Linked DNA regions of Mus musculus: region 1 is linked to region 2. A link is a contact called in public Hi-C data. All regions are on one chromosome and are shown on one strand. Each heading gives the region's core, a stretch centred on a gene start, on an enhancer-like site or on the middle of the called end of the contact. The rest is flanking DNA. Distances are from core to core; before and after follow the strand shown.

Region 1 (6,281 bases), core at 2,529-5,028, 180 kb after region 2:
GGGCACAGTGGTGTGCATCTGTTACCGCAACAATGGGGAGGCCGAGGCAACCGGATCCCTAAGGGCAATGGCCCATCTAAGTCTAGTGATCCGTGAGCTCCAGATTCAGTGAGAGAAAGAGTCTCAAAAAATATGGTGCAGAGTAATTGAGAAAGGTATACTTGATTCTCTCTCTCTCTCTCTCTCTCTCTCTCTCTCAGAACTCTTTTGAGAAAGTTCTTAAAATTGCAGGCAAGGGAAACTGTATCTGTTGTGTGCCTCACACAAATCCTACAAGCAACCTCTTATCTTGACCTCCTCCAAATCACTGGACCCTCTTCTTCTAACAAGACCGACCACACAACACAGGCTCCTTTCCTGAGAGATGTCAGGATATCAGAGCTTCCTTGGGGGATGGGTTGGGCAAGGTAAGGATCCTCTGCAAGGTTCCTGGCTAAACTGGTGCTTGAGTTTGCTTCCTCCTTGGCCTCCCCCAAAATACTTCCACAAGCTGTAACCTGGAACGCCTGCTCTCAGAAGCCAGAAATATGACAAAAATTCAGATAAGCCAGTGCAATCCAGAGCACAGGTTCATTCTTGGTTGGCAAGGGTGGCAGAGCATACTCTCGGCTAGGTGCTTTCCTGCACCCAGCAACCCGCCCCACCCTCTTGGGAGAGGTCTAGCGCCTGTGTGCAAGACAAATTAAGGCAATGTATTTTAATGCGCCAGGCCAACTCCACTCTTGTATGGGGAGTGTGTAATTTTTTTTTTTATTCATGTTTAAAATGAATAAAGTGAAGTCTACCTTCAGTCTCAAGTCAGTCTTTTTTTTTTTTTTTAATTCAATCATAGTAAAAAGCTTAACTTTGTTTCTGAATCAAGGTCCCAGCAACTTCTGGGATAATAGTGTATAATTTACAGGAGAGGTTGGGGATTAAAGGAGGTAAGCCTGCGACATTCCTAGAATGTGGTGGTGGTGGTGGGGGGGGAGGGGGGGGGAATGCAAGGAGGTGGTGTCCCGCCCACTAGTCAGGGCCATTCTCTGTCATACCGGAGACTTGGGTCTCTCCATTGCCAGCAAAGTCAATGGTGGGTGAGCTGAGTTTTGTCTTGTTGATCGTGGCTACCCTCAGCCTTCTGCTGCTGCACTCGCATCTTTAAATGTGTTTCCCTCTTCTGAACTCAGTTTGGGACCCTAAGCCCCAGCTTCCCCCGCAGAACCTCTAACAGAATCAGCTTTATTCAAGGCCTCCTCAGCTACATAAGCCCTCAGCAGCTTGCGAGGATTCCAGGGCCCCCGAAAACTGGCAAGAACTTCAGGGAAATCACAGGATGATTTCTGTGCCACATGATTAATCCTGCTCGGACTGGTCCCGGAAGAGCACACATGGGTTAGCGGCAAGCAGCAGCTTGCCGAGAATCTTATAAAAAGCCACTGCTAACGGGCGAGTCCTGGGGTACCGGCTTTGGATGTCAGTTCAGAGTGAGGGTGGGGCCTGGCAGTGGGGGAGGCTGCCAGATGTGAGGACAACAGGCCTCGTTAGAATCCACGAACACCTTGGGGATTGCAGAGGGGGTTGGGTTATAACCCTAAATCAGTATGGCATATGACTCTAATAGAATTAGCACACCACAATCACCCCTGCCTGATCTGGCTCCCCAGTAATAGCTTAACTCAATGGAGTTAACTCATCCATATTCATTATTCTCAAACAAAAACCCTGCAGGCTCAATCTTGCTGCAGAGCAGCCTGGATACAACTGGCCGCATGGCCACCTCTCTGAACACCCCTGTACCAAGGCTTTTTCTTCAGCTGTACAGTTTCTACTCTAACTGAGTGATGACTTTTTCTAGACAAGACCAAATACCAGCTACATTTTAGGAGCATTTTGGGAGCTGGCTTGAGACAGTTGCAGCCTACCCTTGCCTTTGGAGGATGCCAGCCTCCGACTTTCCTAGGATGTGGTTTGGGGTGGGTGCTTCCCCTCACTTTGCGCTGGTGAGTGAAAAGCCATGTTCTTAACACGCACTGTCTCGCCATGACGGAAATGGAACCGAAATACAGAACTGTATATATATATATATATATATATATATATATATATATATCCTAGCGTAAGAAGTTTCAAAGATAGGACTGCCAGGAATACCCCTGAACACCATAAAGAATAGCTTCGTCTCTTTGAAGCAAGTGGACAACCTCGCCCATGCACTCTATATAATTTCCCTAACACTAGGTGTTGTCTGTGGAGAATTATAGAAGCCTAGGCTAGGCCCACCCATCTCACACAAACCACTCCTTCACCAGGAAAGACAGTCCTACATCTCTGATGACCACTAGCCTTCATTTAGTGAGCAACTGAGACTGTCCCATGACTTCTTGGCTCTGGGATCAAGATTAGAGCTTAGATTCCACCAGGAATATAGATACAACTTAAAACATCAAAGCAAGAAACAAAATAACAGGAGACTGTCCTAGACCCCAGCCATAGATCACCCAGACAGAAGACAGTAATTCAGAAGAGGAGGACGTGATGGTGGTCCCATCAATCTGTTTCTTTCTAGTCAGGGTCTTAAAGCCCAGTCTGGTTTCAAACTCCTTATACCCCAAGATAACCCTGAACCCTCTCATCCTCCTGCCTCCATTTCCCAGTGCTGACACAGTTGAGCATCACCATCCTGGCTTTTGCATCTTGCTGGGGATGGAGCATGAGAGTGTCTCACATGCCAAACATGGACTCTGCCAACTGAGCTACATTCTCAGGCTCCATTCGTCTTTAATTAACACTAATTCAGCCACTGAGTCCTTGGCCAAGTTCAATACATGGCCTCAAACACACTTGCGCTTCAACGCTCACGGCAGCCCTCCAGGTTAGGAGGTACAGGTCCGTGGCGCCCTGGGTTCCATCCATTTCCAGTGTAGGGGTGTGGGGAGGGGAGGAAAGAAAGAGGCAGAGACAAGAATGCTAGAAAGATAGCAGCTTGCGGGTCAAGCTGTTCCACCGTCCCTTCCAGCTACCATCCTAATTAGCGAAGCCTCTTCAGGTCTATCCCCAGCCAGGGGTGTGACCCAGAGTTCCAACCTACGTCCTCCTATCTGTTCCTCTTTTTCAGAGACATTAATCATTCCTCTAACACACTGCTTTTTTGGGCCAGTCCAGTCGCCCTTGGTCACCTTCCCATCCCGTAACACTAGCCCCCGGGGCGGTGGGGGTTGTTAGGGCCATTCTGTACCCCTACCACCTGTGGGTGGACCCCCTACCGCCACACCCACTTGGCTGTTACAGGAGACTTAGCCCCATCTAAGCTACCCCACCGCTCTCCCTCCCTCCCCCCGCACTCGCAGATCCCAGGCCCAAGCATCCCCCGCCTCCCTCCATCCCCACCAACAAGTGCTGGTTGCCAATCATGCATGGCGCTTACCTCCCTGCGCAGAGTCCCAGAACCAAACGCTCCCCAAAACCCAGAACAACACTGGCACGGTCCACATCTTGATCTCGTTGGAGCCTCAGCAGCTAGTGGGTTTTTTTGTGGGTTGTGAAAAGATGAAAAACAAAACAAAACAAAACAAAAAACTTCGAAGCCACAGGCCCAGCCGGGAAGAGCTCGGGAGGAGGTTGGAAGGCGCTGAGCAAAAGTCTCAGCGCCAGAGAGTGCCCGGGCTTTCTGGACTCGCAGAGGCAGCAAGCACAGCAAACTTGGCAGCTGGCAACCTCTCGGCACAGTCGGCATTTATGTCTCCGGTCCCGGGGCGGGAGCGGGTGGGCGTCAGGTGGTCCCGGAGATCTAGGACCGCCCCCGAACTCTGTTTGGCCAGCATCACAAGATGACCTCAGGCCAGGTTTAAAGTTACAGGGCCTCAGCCACTGGGGCCCAGCCCAGAGGGGAAAAAAAAAAAAAGCTTTTGACTTTGTTCCACTACAGGAGAAAAGGGGGCCACGTGCAGTAAACAGTTCTGATTTACAATTTTTATTTATTTTTCTACTATATTTACTATTATGTTTTGGAGGGCAAAGCCCACAACTTAGGTTTCCTTGATAGTGGGCAGAAGAGAGACGCACACAGTGGCGTATGCGGCTGGTTTTATGGTTTTTAGACCGATGCACTGGATTTTTTTCTTCAGATGGTTTGGGGAAAACGGCCGTTGTTTGGGTGAGTCTGAGGCGGCTCTTGTTTATTGAACCTTCATGCAAGGCACGTGGATGGATGGATGGATGGATGGATGGATGGATGGATGGATGGATGGATGGATGGATGGACGGACGGACGGAAGGACGCGTCTGTCCTCCCACAACTAGCCTTCAGTGCAGTACTTGGCCCGGTGAGGTACTTGTCTGGGTGGGGTGCTTGACCTTGAAGGGTGCTTGGCCCTAGTGAGTTATACAGAAGGCAGAGCACGTACCACCACCCCCTGATACCGGGACTTTGTGGCTTCACCTGGATACCAGGAGCAGCTGTGTCATCTGACTATCGGCCACTCACCTGGAACTAATAAGAGTTCAGCTCATCTATTAATCCTAGGGTTTAACTGGTAATCCCCTGTCTCTTGATTTAAACAATCCTTCCTTGCTCTCAGGGAGTGGGTATCGGCAAGAGAAATGTTCATTATTCCCTTCTAACCTGTTGGAATCTAAGAACAGGGTCGGGGGTGGTCTTGGCTTCACTCCCAGATGCCATAAATTCCTTTCAACAAAAGCATCTGAGGATGGGCCCCCCAGAGGTGGCTCGGCCACCAAGCCGAGTGACTTAAGTTTTAGGCTCTGAACCCACAATGGTGAAAGGAGAGTCCCGATTGATTCCTGTATGTTGCCCTCTGACCAGACAGCGAGCACACACACACACACACACACACACACACACACACATACACACACACACTCGCGCATGCACACGGTAAAAATAAGTTACAGAGAACTTAACAATGAACGGTCCCTACGTGTCCCAATGAAGGTGACAATGAGCTGTTTTCATCCTTTTATCTTTGACCTCAGTTTCAAACAGACTTCATCTCAAGAATTTCAAAAGTAGACTGATTTTTAAAAATTATTTATTGTGTGTGCGCATGCACTCACGCATGCATGCATGTGTGCAAAGGTGTGGGCACCCATGATATGGTATGTGTGTGATATCAGAGGGTAGCTTTGTGGAGCCAGCTCGCTCCTACATTCATTCACATGGGTACTAAAGACCAAACTCGGGTTGCTAGCTTGCCAGGCAGGTCTTTTTATCCTGAGACAACACTGTTTTAAAAGCTCATATTCCCAGCTTTGGTCCCACAAGCTAACTGATAAGACCTTTTGGGGAAATGCTAGCTAAACCCAGTGTCCATGGAAAGCTTGATCACAGGAATGGTTGGTAAGCTGTGTCCGTTAGCTGAGCCTCTGTGTCTCACCAGGGTGAGAGTGAGCCAGCCTGCCCACTCAGCAGCAGGTCTACCTTGGCAGGCAAGAGGTTGGACATGTCTAGAGATTACTCAAGGGCCGGTAGCTTATCCTGGGGCTACAAGATAGGAATGAAGTGGATTCCAGAAGCGGGGAAGAGAGAGACCTGGAAGAAATGGCTCCCGAACTGGTCTTACAACATTATTTCTTCGGTGTGAGTATTTTGTATTGTAGACTGGGGGGTGAGGGTGAGGGTGTCCATTTCCTGTGTGACCCCTTAGACAAATAACAGAGGTAATAAAACAGCTTATACTGAAGGGCATTTGGGAGTAGATTAAGAGTCCAGGAAATAAATCCATCCTGTTCTGGGGCTGGAGAGATGGCTCAGTGCTTAAGAGCACTGACTGCTCTTCCAGAGGTCCAGAGTTCCATCCCCAGCAACCACATGGTGGCTCACAACCATCTGTAATGGAATCCAATGCCCTCTTCTGCTGTGTCTGAAGACAGGGACACTTATGTACATTAGGTAAATAAATAATAAAATCCACCCTGCTCTTCTCTCCCTATGCCATAGGGATGTGTCTAGGTTGCCATAGGGATGTGTCTAGGTTATAGAAGGCTGGTCCCTCACCTACTTGTAAAGGATGGTGGAGGTGGGGCAGACGCAGAAATGTTGCCGAAGAATCCTGTTGGGGGCCAGGGGACAAGAAGAGTATTAGGGAGAGGACTTAGGTCTGGGCGAGTCTGCAATGCTTCTACATGTTTTCCTGCTAAATAACCAGGTGATTGCTGGCCCCAAGAAGGATCAGTCAAGGACAGGGGTGGGGGATGGGTCTACCTTCCACAGCAATGCAAATGGCAAATTGAAGATATCTTGCCCCCCACCCCCAAGGACCTGGTGCCTAACTGCCCTTCCCCCA
Region 2 (6,587 bases), core at 2,181-4,680:
TAAAACCCAACGTTCTGGTGCTGGGGAGGCAATGAGAAAGCCAAAGTCATCCTAAGCTACAGCAGGAGTTCGAGGCCACCTTGGGCTACATGAAACCCTATCCCAAAATAAATTAAGTAGAAGATAGGTAACTCTATCAAGAAGTCGTTTTAATAAACGACTTAAAATTGGCAAAAGATACCAAGTCACTGAACAAATTTCAAATATAAACACTGCTAAGTGGCAGAGCAAAAGAACAGCACATACCATCACCTTCAAAAGCCAGAACGAAGCGGCCTTTGCATGCGAGGAGACACGGCAAACCCAAGAACAAACCCCAGCTTCCACCAGAGGTCCCGCCACAACTCCTGAAGTCTGCCCACGGCACCCCTCTTGAAGCCACATTCCCAGACCTGATGCAGACACAGATCGCTGTCCAGCACAGCAAGGGGACCGGAAGCACAGCACACACAGGGTGTCAGAGCCTGGCTCCCTGGGCTCATGTGTGCTAGACATAGCCACAAGGCAAACGGGCACCCAGGACTCCTCAGCCCATAATGGTTAAGTGATCGCTATGTACAGAAATGAAGGCAGGAGAGAGTCCGAGACCATGCAGAGGGAAGGCAAGGGCCGCAAAGTCAGAGGACGGCTGTGTGTGAGCTGCCAAATGTGGATCTCAAAACACTTGGTTCTTACAGATGCTTGGGCAGAGGCGTGTCTAAAACACCAGAGAGGTGGAGGGGAGGGGAGGAGAGGGGAAGGGAGGGAAGGGGAGAGGAGGATCTTGTAGGCCCTGGGTGAAATGAGAGCTTGCTTGTCCCTGATGGGACAACTGTGGGTTTCCAGGGCCAGAACTGAGAAGACCAGCCACCAGGCACTTGATGCCATCCAGGAAAAAGTGATGGGGGCAGAGGGCTGGCCTTCGTGAACTCCTGGAGGCTGAGCAGTGAAAAGCCCCAGCTTTACACAAACTGGGATCATGGTAGGAGAAGGGCAGGTAACGACAGGGTTGGACATGGGTGTGTGAAGAGAACATGCAGTTTAGCTTAGCTCCAAAGCAGGATGAGTTTGTCCTGCTGCTGTGGGGAAGGGACTCCAGGGAGAGCCAGGCCAGTTAGGAGCAGAGCCACCACACATTTAGTCTCTCAGAGGCCAGTGTTAACCTTGGGAGCTGTGATTCCCACAACTGATGGACACAAATGTTCAACAGTGACTTCAAGAGAAGGCCGAGAGGAAAGCACGTGTAGGCAGACACTAGGTCATGGGAGCAAAGTGAGGACCTTGGAGAGAGCAGGTGACGTAAAGGGACAGGAGCTCTCCAAGGCATGAGGGTGGCTGCTGGGTCTCTCTACCTGGCTTTCACCTGGCTCCTCTCTCTCTCTCTCTCTCTCTCTCTCTCTCTCTCTCTCTCTCTCTCTCTCTCTCTCTCTCTGGCACAGATGACATTGGGCCTCACACTGATGCCTTACCTATCTCTATAAATTTGTGGCTCAGTTCACTGACTGGCAATCAGTTCTGGAGCGGAGGTGGAGGGGAAGGCCAAAGGCGTGGAAGCTGGTGTCAAGGGAAGACAAGCCTGAAACCTCTGCTGAAATCCTCTGTGTACTGAGTGAAGAAGCCACCAGACACCTCCAGCAATGCCGGTCACCTGGCATTTCCCATTATGGGCACCTGGGTGATCCAGGAGGCCCCTCTCATTCAGAGCCTAGCTCTGCCTCTGACTTGCCTTGGGGCCTCCACAAGATTCCTCAACCTCTCTGAGCCACAGGAGACTCTCCTGCAAAGTAAGTACCTCAAGAAGAGGTGGTGGCATCGGGCGTGGTGGCGCACGCTTTTAATCCCAGCACTTGGGAGGCAGAAGCAGGCGTATTTCTGAATTCGAGGCCAGCCTGGTCTACAAAGTGAGCTCCAGGACAGCCAGGGCTATACAGAGAAACCCTGTCTCAAAAAAAAAAAAAAAAAAAAAAAAGAAGTGGTAGCATGACAGCGTTTGTGACCTGAACACTGGGGGTCGGGGGAGGGTGCTATTTTGGGTCCTTTGCAGGAGTTCTTTGAATCACCTCCCCTGTGAGGCAGGGCGCCATGATCCTGTCTTATTGGAGGGGAAAGAAGAGGTTCAAAGGAGTGGAGGCACCAGCTAGCAAAGTTCACAGGGAAGCAGTCACGATACGAATCCAGAACCGTGTGCTCCCAAGCCTATTTGCACCCCTGACATAGGCCCAGCAGCAGTAGCGATGAAGGGTTCTTCAGTGTGGGGCTCCTCTGCCCTAGATCTGCTGACAGACCTCAAGGAGCATGCTTGGTCTGCTTTGAGTTGTCCCTTTCCAGGCTCAGAGGAAGCTGGGAACAGAGGCTTTCTAACTCAGATGCCCTGGTAATGCAGAAAACACCCAAGATAGGGCTCAGAGCCTCAGATATTTGGACTTGGCTCCCCCCTCCCCCCAATAGCTCAGCACTGGGCATGAGAGCAGGCTTGAAGAGTTGGTGAGCTCTGTACTTCTGCTCAAAATGAGGTCCACGGATGGGCAGCACAGTAACCATGTAGGTGGGACCTACAGACGCTCAGAACCAACAGAAATCTTAGAAGAAACTGACGGGGGTGGGGTTGGGGGTGATATGCTGAAGCTGCGAGGACCTGCAGCTGAGGACAGGTAGGTAGAGCCAGATGTACAAATATTTTCTGATCTGGGTTGGGGCTGGTGTCCAGCAGCTGTAAACAAGTCCCTCTAATAATGCAGGAGTGGGGAAGAAAAGGCAGGTGGTCCCAGAGGGCCAGAAAAACGCTGGCCCTCCTGGGTGGCCCGATGGCTCAGCAGGTTAAAATGCTTGAATAGCTTAATGGGATTGCTGGGATTTACACAAAAACCCCAGAAGTAGTGGTGCATATCTGCAATCCCAGCACTCCTACAGGGGGAGGAGACAGGAGACTCACTAGCAAGGCAACTAGACACTGTTGTGGAAATAAGAGCAATCTTGTCTCAAAATGAAGTGGAATGCACCATGAAATGAGTACATCTACACAAACACACACACAAATTTTTCAAAAAAAAAAGCAGAAAGAAAAAATTCTTGGGCCTGGATGGTTCTGAGTCTTATGATACTGGGGCAAGCTGCAGTTGACATGGGCAGTCGGCAAGCACAGCCTAGGCGCCTGCTTTTGGGGTCTCTTTTAGTTTCGTCTCCTCTTTAACACTGTAAGACGCCCGTACCCTTTTGATGGAGGAGGGTTTCTGTTCCTTTCCAACAGGCCCACAAGGACCTGGCCTCTTTCTCACCTAAAAGGTCTTATCTATTGGGCTCTGTCCTGTTGGGGCTTCTAGGTCAAACCTGTTTGGTCTGAGCACCACTACTGGCGTTTTAATGTCTAGTGTGTAGCAAGCTCCTAACACTTGACCCAGTTAACAGGAAGGCTGGCAGGCCAGCCAGGCCTGAGGACCTCAGCCAAGGAAGTTGCCAGTGGGGAAATCCCTGTGCGGACGCCTCCCTTCCAGCAAGCAGAGGAAGAGGCCAGCAGTGCAGTGTGGTAAGGAAGCTGCCACTGGCTTCTGTTTCACCAGGGCAAGAGCTGGTGGAGTGTAGGGAGCCCTAGGAACACAGAAGGAAGCTTGGGAGTCGGGAGTCTTAACTGGATAGACTCTCCTTTCCCTTCCAGCTGAACCAAAACAACCAACTGCAAAAACGCCAAAGGACAGCTTGTATCTGTCCATTTCCTACCTATGGGGCCATCACTGCTGGGGGCACAAAGGGGCGCCCAGAACGCGCATCCTAAACAATAAGGAACAAATCCACATCCGAGCTCTCCAACATGCAGGTCCCTACTCCCAAGAGTCAAATTCTCCAAGCACTTGCATCCCAGAGGGGTTCACTCACTGCCAGAGTCCTGCCCAGAACATGGGTCAAGGTGTCTGTTTTGAACAACTCTGTGAACACATCTGAAGATTCAGACCTCTCCCACAGACCCCACCCCCATCCCACCTAGTGCTGCCTCTTACATTTCAGGGACATCATCTCTGCAGGAACCCTGCTACCGCTTGAGCCAGCACAGGAATGATCCCCCTGACTTTCTCCTCTCTACATCTACTTCCAGGTTCTTTTTTTTCCTCCAGTTGAGTGAAAACACACCATTTGCAATAAAGCTGAGAAGAGAAATAAATACACGTGCCAGGAATGCTGACTGCCAGAAAATTAAGACAACCAGTGTGGAAAACCTAAAGAGGGATGCTCTTCCCTGGACGGTACATGGGATTGTTCTTGTCAGTGACAACGTCCTTTGGAGATGCTGAAAACATCATTAGGACCTGTCTTTTAAAGATGAGCTTAGCCAAAGATGTCAAAAGAGGTGAGTTCCAGGGCCAAGCAGGGCTCAACCTTCATGGGGTTTGCTATTGGTAGGCTTCATGTGATGTCAGTGGTGAAGATGGTTTATCCTAAGAACAAGCCCAGAGGTAGGTGTGCAGCTCACGAAGGCCTTACTGCCCCCACCTCCGTGAAGCCTGGTGTTCCTGGCTGGCAGTGAGTCCCAGACACACGGCTGGCACTGTCACTGGAAAGGCATGCTTACCATGTGAACGCATGGCATTAGTCAATGAGAATGGAGCTGCCAAAAGAGCAGGGATATCGTGGGATGGGGGCCAGGTCCCGCCTTCGCTTCTGTGCCTTCCCCCAAAGTCCTCACCCTGTCTGGCGCCAACCTCAACAGTTTAACCTGCTCTACAAACTGGAGGAGACAGTGTGGCCTCAGGTCACCTGTCCCACCCTGGGCTGCTTCTCCAGCTCACTGGGTGGAGGCCTTCTAGAAAGGCTCCTCCTGGCTGGGGACAGACAACCTGGCCCAGCTACATGCTGCTTCTAACTTGGGGAATACACAGGCTTGCAGCCACATGTAGGCAGGTATAGAATGGCATTCTCTCCATTTCTTCCCTTACCTGCCCTTGCTAACGGCATGCTGGGGGCCTTGTTCCTGGAGATTTATTCACCAAGAACTGTGAGATGGGTATGCCAGCATTTCACACAGGGTAAGCACCTTGCCCAAACCCAGACACCTGGCTTGAAGAACCAGGGTTGAACTCAAGCAGTATAGATTCGAAAGGATAGGAGGCAGCTCATTACTGACCCAACTTCTTTCCCCCATTTATCTAACTTGTTGGCACTATGTGATGTAGCCTTGAGCCAGGCTCAAACACTGCATACCCGGGAAGGCAGAGAAGGATGTTCTCCAAGGAGACGGATTTGCTCAGGGACCTATGCTAAGCCTCAAGAAGACCAATGTATAGTTTAGTTTTGTGTGCTCATGTGCATGTCAAAGACAGAGGACAGCCTCAGGTGTTGTTCGCCTTATTTTTAAAGACAGGATCTCTCCTTGGCCTGGAAGTCACCAAGGAGTCTTGGCTATCTGGCCAGGGAGCTCTAAGAAGCTACCCATCTCTGCCTCCTCTGGACTAGGACATAACTGAATCACACTAGCTTTCGGGAACAATGTTTTCATTAATGACTACTGGGAAGCAAACACTGGCTCAGTGGTGGTCAAGATTTACAGAGGCACCAAGCTGTAACCATTGGGTACAGTATGCTGGGGTGACACTAAAGGCAAATGAGCTCAACTGTGTCATTCAGTCCATAGCTGGTGTCATAGCAAAAAGTCAGAGTGTTTCTGGGGCCTCCCCACCTTGCCAGCTCCTGTGCTTCAACACTTTAGGCAACAGTGAGCATTCGACACACTCAGTGACTGAGACCAGTTTTCTTCATCTGCAGCCATCACCCTTTGATTCTGCCAGTTGCTTTATTACAGCAATTCTGACTCATGGGCGTGATGGAGAAATCACTAAGGTGAGTGACATTAGGCTGTGGAACAAGGCTTTAGAGACATGTTCAAACACAGCTCAGCCAAGTGGGTACAGCACTGTGCAAATCAGCCAACGTAGATATCAACAGGGGGCTTCCTTATTCTGGGTTTAAAACAAACAAAAAAAAAAAATCAGAAGACACAAGAGCAGTGTCTGCAATGTATTCTGGGTGGCAATACTGGAAAGGGTACCCACAGATGCCAAGTGTCAGGACTAAAGTAGGAGATGATCCTATTTGCAGCTCCCAAACTTGGATGAACATAATGGAAAACCTTGTAAGCCTATGTGGCTAGCTCAACTCCCTACGTTCAGGTGGCTTGGCTGAGGTCACAACTTTCCTGTAAGGCTTCAGGTGGACTGTGGAGACAGCAGCCAAATGTACCCGTCTCTGAATGAATGAATGAATGAATGAATGGTGCTACGCTGTTCTGCCAGCACATGCAGCCTCTGCAGATTGTGGATCAGCTGTCATGTTTTTCAAGTATGAACATGTGTAAGTACACATGAAAGCCAGAAGACAAACTTGAGGGTCATTCTTAGAAGTGTTCTCCATGTCCTGTGAAATAGGTAATTCTCAATGGCTTCTAGCTTGCCAGTTAGGCTAGACTGAAAGGCCACCCACCGGGTTGAAATGTACCTGTTTCTGCCTCCCTGTAGGAGGGTCTGGGGATTGAACTCAGGCACTTGTGCTTACAAAGCAAGTTCTTTACCCACTCTGCTACCTCCCCCAGACCACACCATGAGGGTTACAGTCTGGGGTACAAA

Evidence for each region. A called contact is a pair of places that touch in the nucleus more often than the background predicts.
Region 1: a contact with region 2 is called in a Hi-C map of granulocyte-monocyte progenitors, with 2.3 times the contacts expected there. The contact joins the promoter of Pdpn here to the enhancer-like site in region 2. A contact is called at or near these places in 1 of 39 promoter capture datasets (the 3T3-L1 cell line), 10 of 484 Hi-C or Micro-C datasets (the C2C12 cell line, adipose-derived mesenchymal stem cells, bone marrow-derived macrophages and 5 more), 1 of 115 datasets of contacts at active chromatin or transcription factors (embryonic stem cells) and 3 of 9 other capture datasets (embryonic stem cells, liver and pancreatic islet).

What each region holds. Positions count from the first base shown.
Region 1 is chr4:143,295,786-143,302,066 of GRCm38.p6, forward strand. Pdpn (podoplanin) reads right to left here and starts at 3,779. Exons shown (of 6, transcript NM_010329.3): 1 at 3,404-3,779. The coding sequence starts at 3,470.
Region 2 is chr4:143,115,636-143,122,222 of GRCm38.p6, forward strand. The region is part of intron 8 of Prdm2 (PR domain containing 2, with ZNF domain); the gene reads right to left. Among named protein-coding and RNA genes, the nearest start is that of Mir7021, 17 kb to the right of the region's middle. Within about 2 kb of position 3,431, at least 73 of the 459 cell types and tissues checked have an H3K27ac peak or open chromatin away from gene starts, as enhancers often do. A contact at or near this core is called in embryonic fibroblasts, granulocyte-monocyte progenitors, liver and 1 more, where this site is marked.